2 separate regions of the Ovis aries genome follow, and region 1 is linked to region 2. Evidence: chromatin contacts called from public Hi-C data. All regions are on one chromosome and are shown on one strand. The core of a region is the stretch at or near the end of the contact, and the rest is flanking DNA. Distances in the headings are between cores, read along the strand shown. Region 1 overlaps METRNL (meteorin like, glial cell differentiation regulator). Region 2 has its middle 54 kb from the start of PSMD12.

Evidence for each region. Hi-C and Micro-C count contacts between places; a contact is called where the count stands out from the background.
Region 1: a contact with region 2 is called in a Hi-C map of omental adipose tissue, with 1.7 times the contacts expected there. The contact joins two enhancer-like sites. A contact is called at or near these places in 4 of 16 Hi-C or Micro-C datasets (blood, hypothalamus, muscle and 1 more).

What each region holds. Positions count from the first base shown.
Region 1 is chr11:49,319,177-49,322,532 of ARS-UI_Ramb_v3.0, forward strand. All of the region lies in intron 2 of METRNL (meteorin like, glial cell differentiation regulator), which reads right to left. Among named protein-coding and RNA genes, the nearest start is that of METRNL, 9.9 kb to the right of the region's middle. Within about 2 kb of position 2,100, at least 12 of the 54 cell types and tissues checked have an H3K27ac peak or open chromatin away from gene starts, as enhancers often do.
Region 2 is chr11:49,242,272-49,245,739 of ARS-UI_Ramb_v3.0, forward strand. No RefSeq gene overlaps it. Among named protein-coding and RNA genes, the nearest start is that of PSMD12, 54 kb to the left of the region's middle. Within about 2 kb of position 2,155, at least 4 of the 54 cell types and tissues checked have an H3K27ac peak or open chromatin away from gene starts, as enhancers often do.

The DNA of each region.
Region 1 (3,356 bases), core at 850-3,349, 77 kb after region 2:
GAAAAAGGTGGCACAAGCTTGTCCCGGGTCCTGACTCAAGCCCAGTCCCATGGAGGATGTCCAAGGACCCGGTGGCCCCAGAGGCAGGTGGGCAGCAGCCTGCAGACCCCTCCTGCCGAAGCCTCAGTGAGCTGGCGCCACCCTGACAGCTGGAGCTAACAAATCCCGCACCCCCTGCGACTCTCTCTGACCCTGAGCTTTAAGAAGTGTAGGCACCTTCGTGGAGAATCCAGGCTGCAGATGCTAACGGCAGCAGTCTGGAAACAATTATTAATCGGAGTCAGGCTTGTAAAGGCAGAGTGGAATGCGCTGGTTCCTGACACATCGAATCTCGTTTCCTTGCGGGGAAGGTGGGGAGGGGGTGACCCAGGGGCAGGGTGGAATTCTGGCCTGTGGTTCTCGGAAAAGGGGAGGGGCAGGGGAGTGTGGACATGGAGCAGATTACTCTGGAATGTGTAAAAAATGAACTGAATGAAGTGGGGAAAAAAAACAGGGTCGAGGAGACCAGCCTGGGGGTGGCAGGACGCAGGTGAGAATGGCAGGTACAGATGGGAAGGGCAGCACCCTACTGTCAGGCTCCGGGCAGCCCGACGCCCAAGGAGATGTTTGCAGATGGTGGGATGCTGGTTCAGCAGGTGGGACGGCCCAGGTGAGGATGACTGGGATGGAGATCTGGTATGAGACACCCTCTGGGGTCTCCAGCACAGCCTCACCAGGTGGGGAAACGCAGCATTTCAACAGGGAGGAAAGTGCAGGTGGCGAAGTGGCCAGTGTTCCCTAAGCCGAGAGCCTCCTCTGATTGGCACGACAACCCCGCGCTCACCCCAACTCCAGGCTGCAAGGTAACATCGTCCCACAGGACCCTGAGGGGCCTAACTCAGGCTGGCCACCCCGTTAGAGGCCCCACAAGCACAAGGAACTCCCCCCCGCTCACCAGCCGTCTCCTCCACACCTGCTCTCCTCCCTTCCTTTTCCTGGTGGGCAAGGAGTCACACCTTCCACCCCAAGAGCCCGGAGCTGGATAAGATGAAAGGTAATCTTAATAATGACTTGGGGAGCTGGAAAAGCACTGGTGCAAGAAACTAAATTTTCAGGGAAAAAATTAAGTTCTGTTTCCAGGAAATAACCAAGTTTCTTCTCATTCCTGCACGCTGTTGTTTATCTCCCATGGCCCCTCAAGGCCACTCCTATATTCTAAGGTGCCTGAAGGGGGGGAATCTCAGCAGGGACCCCCCAAAGGGGTCATTTGCCTCTGACTCATCAACAGAGCGGTTTCAAAGGGGATGGGGAGGTGAAGCCCATCAGAAACTGTGGGACCCAGGCCGCCTCACCCCACCTGGCACCCACAAGCAGTGATGGGTGCCACTCCTGAGCCTTCACGGCTGGCACAAGGGTGAGTCCTCCTGCCCCTCCCCACCCTCCAGCTGTGGATCTGAAACACTACTGCTGTCCCCCTTCACCTGCACACAGGGGGCCAGCTCCAGGTGGGCATCACACACAGCCCTCCCCTGCTTCTCTGCTCCCTAAGCATTAAAAGAACAGGCTGGAATCAAGGGTCCCAGAAGAACCCCAAAGATGGGGTCTACCTCTGTCCCTTAGAACCAGACCGAGTAACACCCCTGCCCTCCCTTGCTGGCCACCCCAATGGGTCCCCCAGGCCACTGGGCCACGAGGGTGCTGCCAGCGCCTGTTTACCCGAGTATACTGGGACCCTGCGGAAGATGGTCAGCCGGGGCCACAATGAGGCCTCAGCACACGGTCCAGGCGTGGCCTGGAGCTTCTTCCACTAGTGAGTTGCATCTGGCTGCTCGTCTGCCTTTTATATCCTGCCAGACTTTTCCAGCACCAGAGGAGGGAGTGCTGGGTTCCTCAGGTGCCTGGCGAGACCCTCATGGGAGGGGGAGGGGAGGGGGCAGGTTCCCCCGCTCCGGCCATGTGGCAGCCCAATCCTGAGTCCCCCAGGGCTGAGGGACCCCTGTCGCCCGCCTGCCCCCGTCTCCGCCTGCCTCTCTGTTCTGGCCTCCTCTTTGGCTGTCGGCACGTCTCAGTTCATACGAGGCAGCCGATTGTGCAACATGATGAACACGAGGCTGACACGCTCACCGTCAACATGCCCGGTGGAACCACCCAGAGCTGCGGCCGGCGAGGCTCATGCACACCTCCCCTCCTCCGGGATCCCGGCCCACAGGGCCTCTGCTCTCCTGCCAGCACCAACTGGAACTCGTGACTCATCGGCGAGGGGGAAGGCTTGTCCACCTCCCCAGCAGGTTGCTTCCTGGGCTTCTCGGCCCCAGGACGTGCGCTTACCTCCAGGGCCCACGCACCAGGGATCTGGCTTCACCTGGGTCTCCCAGATGGAGCCAGGGCCAGACAGGAGGGCACTGCCCTCTGAGAGCCCGCCCGGTCCCGGGGGAGGTCACTGCTGCCAGATGGCTGGGACCAGCATTCCACATTACGTACCCATTCCTCTGGCATTAAAAGCTTAGGGACGCATCCCTGGGGAGAAGGGACGGACCAGCCTTCCCGGATCCCTGCTACCCTCGCCTTCTTTAGGACAGAGAGGTGCTGGGCCCACAGCTGCCAGACCCTGGGAGCGTCTTGAGTTCCCAGCTCCAGTTCTGACAGTCACTGCATCTATACTGCCCCAGGCCAGCGCCCCAGCCACTGGGCAGATAGACGGACACTCACGCCCCACCACCCCCAGGGTCCCTGGGATCGCTGCAGGCCCCAGATTTAACGTGACACTCCAGGGCCAGGCAAGCATATGGCTGGGGGTAACAAGAGCACCCCAGCAGCCCAGTGTCCAGCCGCAGCCATGCAACCAGTGTGGGGCCCTGGCTAGTGACCAGATGACCCACCTCATCACATGGGGCCTCCTCTCTGGGACCCCACGGGGCTCTCCCAAATCCACTTACTGCCCTAGCCTGGAGACATGGACCTGGGGTCTGGGGGAAGGGGAGAGAAAGTCTCAGGTCCCCAGGGCTGAGTCACAGGCTGAGTCATCCCAGGTTGCATTTTCCACCAGAGACTCCAGTCTGTGCTGACCAGATCACCCAGGTGGCATCGCGGAAAAACCTTTACACCATGGCCTCTGAGAATCTGGTGGGAGCCGCACAGCAAAGCAGAACAAAATTCCAGCCGGAGAGAACAAGTGACCAGTAGCTCATTGGTCTCAACCCTTCAACATTTTAATCAGTAAAAGGACTGCTAGCAAGTTCCTAATATCCGCCCCCTCCGCCAACCATCGCCATGGTCAGACACATCAAATTTGGGGACTGGGTTTTTCCAGATTTTGTTTTTATGGCGAGTTTATCTCCAGTGGCTCCCCGCTCCATACGCATACACACCAGAGAGAG
Region 2 (3,468 bases), core at 905-3,404:
GTCCATATTTTAATCCAGCTAGAGGAGGCCCCCACCTGTGGCTGCCCTCAGAAGGCCTCGCCCCCAGGTGCCATTATGTCGTCACCTGTGGTCCAGGACGCAGGCCCTCGGGTGCTGTGACAGCTGAGCCAGGACCGGGAGCAGGACTCTGTCCTTCACAGTCCTGACCAAAGGTAGAGGCCCCTCTCAGCCTCCATGCTTTTCCTTTACCACCACCTTCAACCTCACTGCAGGAGTGAAATTGGAAGTAAAGGGCCTTATCCTTTCAGTTTCTGTAGATAAACAACACCTCCACCTGGGGTGGGGGGTGGCCAAGGGGAGCTTCCTGTTGGCGATGGTACCCGGCTTGGGGCTGATGATCTCCGTGATGTCAACAGGCAGGAAACGGGCACCAAGCAGAAGTTCTTTGAGAGGGAGGCCCAGTGCCTCTGTGGCCGTGGGGCCAGCGCAGAGGGAACACAGCCAGAAGAGCTGGGTGGGGGGCTCTCCCGGGGGCAGCAGGGGTGGAGCAGGAGGCCTGGGGCTGTCCACTGAGGGCTTGAGCAGGTGCAGGGAGTAGGCTGGCCTGGGCGAAAGCGGTGCAGATATGCTCAGGGATTGAGGGGTGTGTGCGCGCGTGTGTATCTGGTTGTGTGGTGGATGGATAGATAGAACGATAATAGATATTCAACAGATAGGTGTGTAGAAGGAGAAGTACAGGTACAGAGATTGTGGATGGCTAGAAAGACGGGCTTCCCAGGTGGCACTAGTGGTAAAGAACCCACCTGTCAATGCAGGAGGTGTAAGAGATGTGGGTTCGATCCCTGAGTCGGGAAGATCCCCTGGAGGAGGGCTTGGCAACCCGCTCCAGTATTCTTGCCAAAAGAATCTCACGGATGGAGGACCCTGGCAGACTTCAGGCCCATAGGGTCACACACAGTCGGACACGACTGAAGCGACTTAGCACACACGCAGACACATAGAGGGACAAAAGTGGAGAGGCAGATGTGTGTGGAAACATGTGTGTTAGGAGTCTGTAGGCTCCAAGAAGGCAGTATCTATGGGGATTGAAACTGACAGAGCTGGGTCCAGCATCAGGGCTACCCATCACTGGCCATTCAGCTATGAACCTAAGGGACCCCCCTGTGTGCTGTAAGTGGGTATTCATGTAGCACCAGGACCCACGTGGGGAAGGTCACCGTGAGTGTGAAATGGCCCTTGAGTGGCACAGTAAGGGACTGAGGTTTGCTACCTGGCTTCTTACTCTGGTCTGATGGTGGGCCAGCCATGGCTCTAGGGCTTAGGACAAGTCCATAAGAGATGGACTCAGACCCTGCCCACCTAACTGTAGCAGGGGGGCTGGGTGCAGGTCGGGCAGCAGGCACCAGCTGGCCTCAGCAAGAAGGTTCTGGAAGGAGACTAGGGAAGAGCATTTGCAGTTCTGGGCTCTAGGAAGTGAGGAGCCGGCCTGCAGAGGAGAAGCAAGGAGGCTGGGAGTGTGGGTCGGTGGGGAGGAGCACAAGGTCCTGAAATTTCTCAAGACCAGACAGGAGGCGGCCCCCTCAAGGGCCCAAGACTCACGTTTCCACCATCCCAGGGGAAACGGGACTCCAAGTTGGCCTCAGCTTGATTGAAAAAAACAAAATAAAACAAAAAGCTATGACACGTCTGGCCTGCCGCGGATGTGGAGAGAGTTGCCCAGAAGAGGCACGTGAGGAGCGGGAGAGGGAGAGGGACCACCCTCAAGGCTCTCAAAGGCGATGAGCAGGGCCTCTCAAAGGAAGGCCGGGGCTTCTGACCCCAAGAGGCGTGACGCTCTGGGGAACACAGACCCCTGGGGACCTGACAGGCTGGCGTGGAGCTGCTGAGGAGCCTGGGTTCCTGGGTTCTCACGGCTGGTCTCCGAGGAGAGCGGGGGCAGGTGGGGCCTGTTTACATCCGACAGGCCGGCGCGGCCCCACTTGAGTCAGAGTGTGAAACATCCATCAACAACGCTTCAGAGACACAGCTCGACGGCGGCTTTCACGGGCTGTGACCAACAGTCCCAAACCTTATTTTCCACAGGCACCGACAGATGTTTAAAATTGGGGCGGAATCTCTAGGACCCAACATTTCTCAAGCGGGGCCCTGGAGGAGCTCCAGGGAGCTGGGCCCAGGGCCCTGCTCTGCTGTTCTAAAGCCGCCCTTCGCACGTCAGGAATGTCAAACAGAGCTGACCTCAGCGCCGTCCTCTCCAGCAGCAGGCGGGCTCCGGGGTGTTTGTCTAATTAAAACAAACTAGTTGGGCGGTATATTATTTCTCCAACCAAACAATATTGAAGCGGCATGTGCGATACATTACTATTGCTTCCTGCTGGCTCCGGGGCTCCTGGGTGAAGCGCACTCATTTTCAAGCCTGCTCAGCACATTTAGCAAGTGAAAAAGAGAGACGATTGTTTCCTATTTCGCTGAGGAAACTGAAGCAATCAGAAAAGAACTTCCATGTGCTCCCACTGCTGCCGTGGCATCACCTGCCCTGCCCCACCCCAGCCCCATCCCATACCCCCACCCCCAGCCCCATCCCATACCCCCACCCGCAGCCCCATCCCATACCCCCACCCCCAGCCAGCCAACTCTGCCGGGTGCCCTGGATCTAGCCCCCTCCCGCTACTCAAGGACAAGGCTCACTGCAGTGAGTTTCCTCCGGACCCAGTCCTCCTCCACAGCACTCATGCTGCCCTACTCTGTGGGCCAGTGGCACCCTAACAGCTCACCATCTTTCCGTTTTTCACCATAAGCCCCTCGGAAAAGAGCCTGGCCACCTACATCTCCTGTCTTAGTCTTCCCTATTGCTGCTGTTCAGTTGCTGAGTTGTGTCTGACACTTTGCAACCCTGTGAACTGCAGCATGCTGGCTTCCTGGTCCTTCACTATCTTCTGGAGTTCACAAAAACTCACGTGCATTAAGTTGATGATGCCATCCACCCATCGTATCCTCTGTTGCCCTCTTCTCCTCCTGCCCTCAATCTTTCCCAGCATCGGGGTCTTTTCCAATGAGTTGGGTCTTCAAATCAGGTGGCCAAAGTTTTGGAGCTTCAACTTCAGCATCAGTCCTTCAGTGAATATTCAGGGTTGACTTCCTTTAGGACCGACTGGTTTGATCCTCTCCAATTCTTTTCTCTCCCCTTGTCCACCAAAAACACTTTTGCTGACCTCCAGTTTGCTAAATCCAGGGCTACCCTAGTGGCTCAGTGAGTAAAGAATCCACCTGCAATGCAGGGGACATAGGAAACGTAGGTTAGCTCTCTGGGTCAGGAAGATCCCCTGGAGGAGGGCATGGCAACCCACTCCAGTACTCTTGCCTGGAGAATCCCATGGACTCTCATGCCCAGAGGAGCCTGGTGGGCTACAGTTCACAGGGTTGCAAAGAGTCAGACACAACTGAAGTGAGTGAGCATGCATGCATCTTGGAAGATCAGCAACACCCAGAATAGAGCATTGCTCCCCTTGG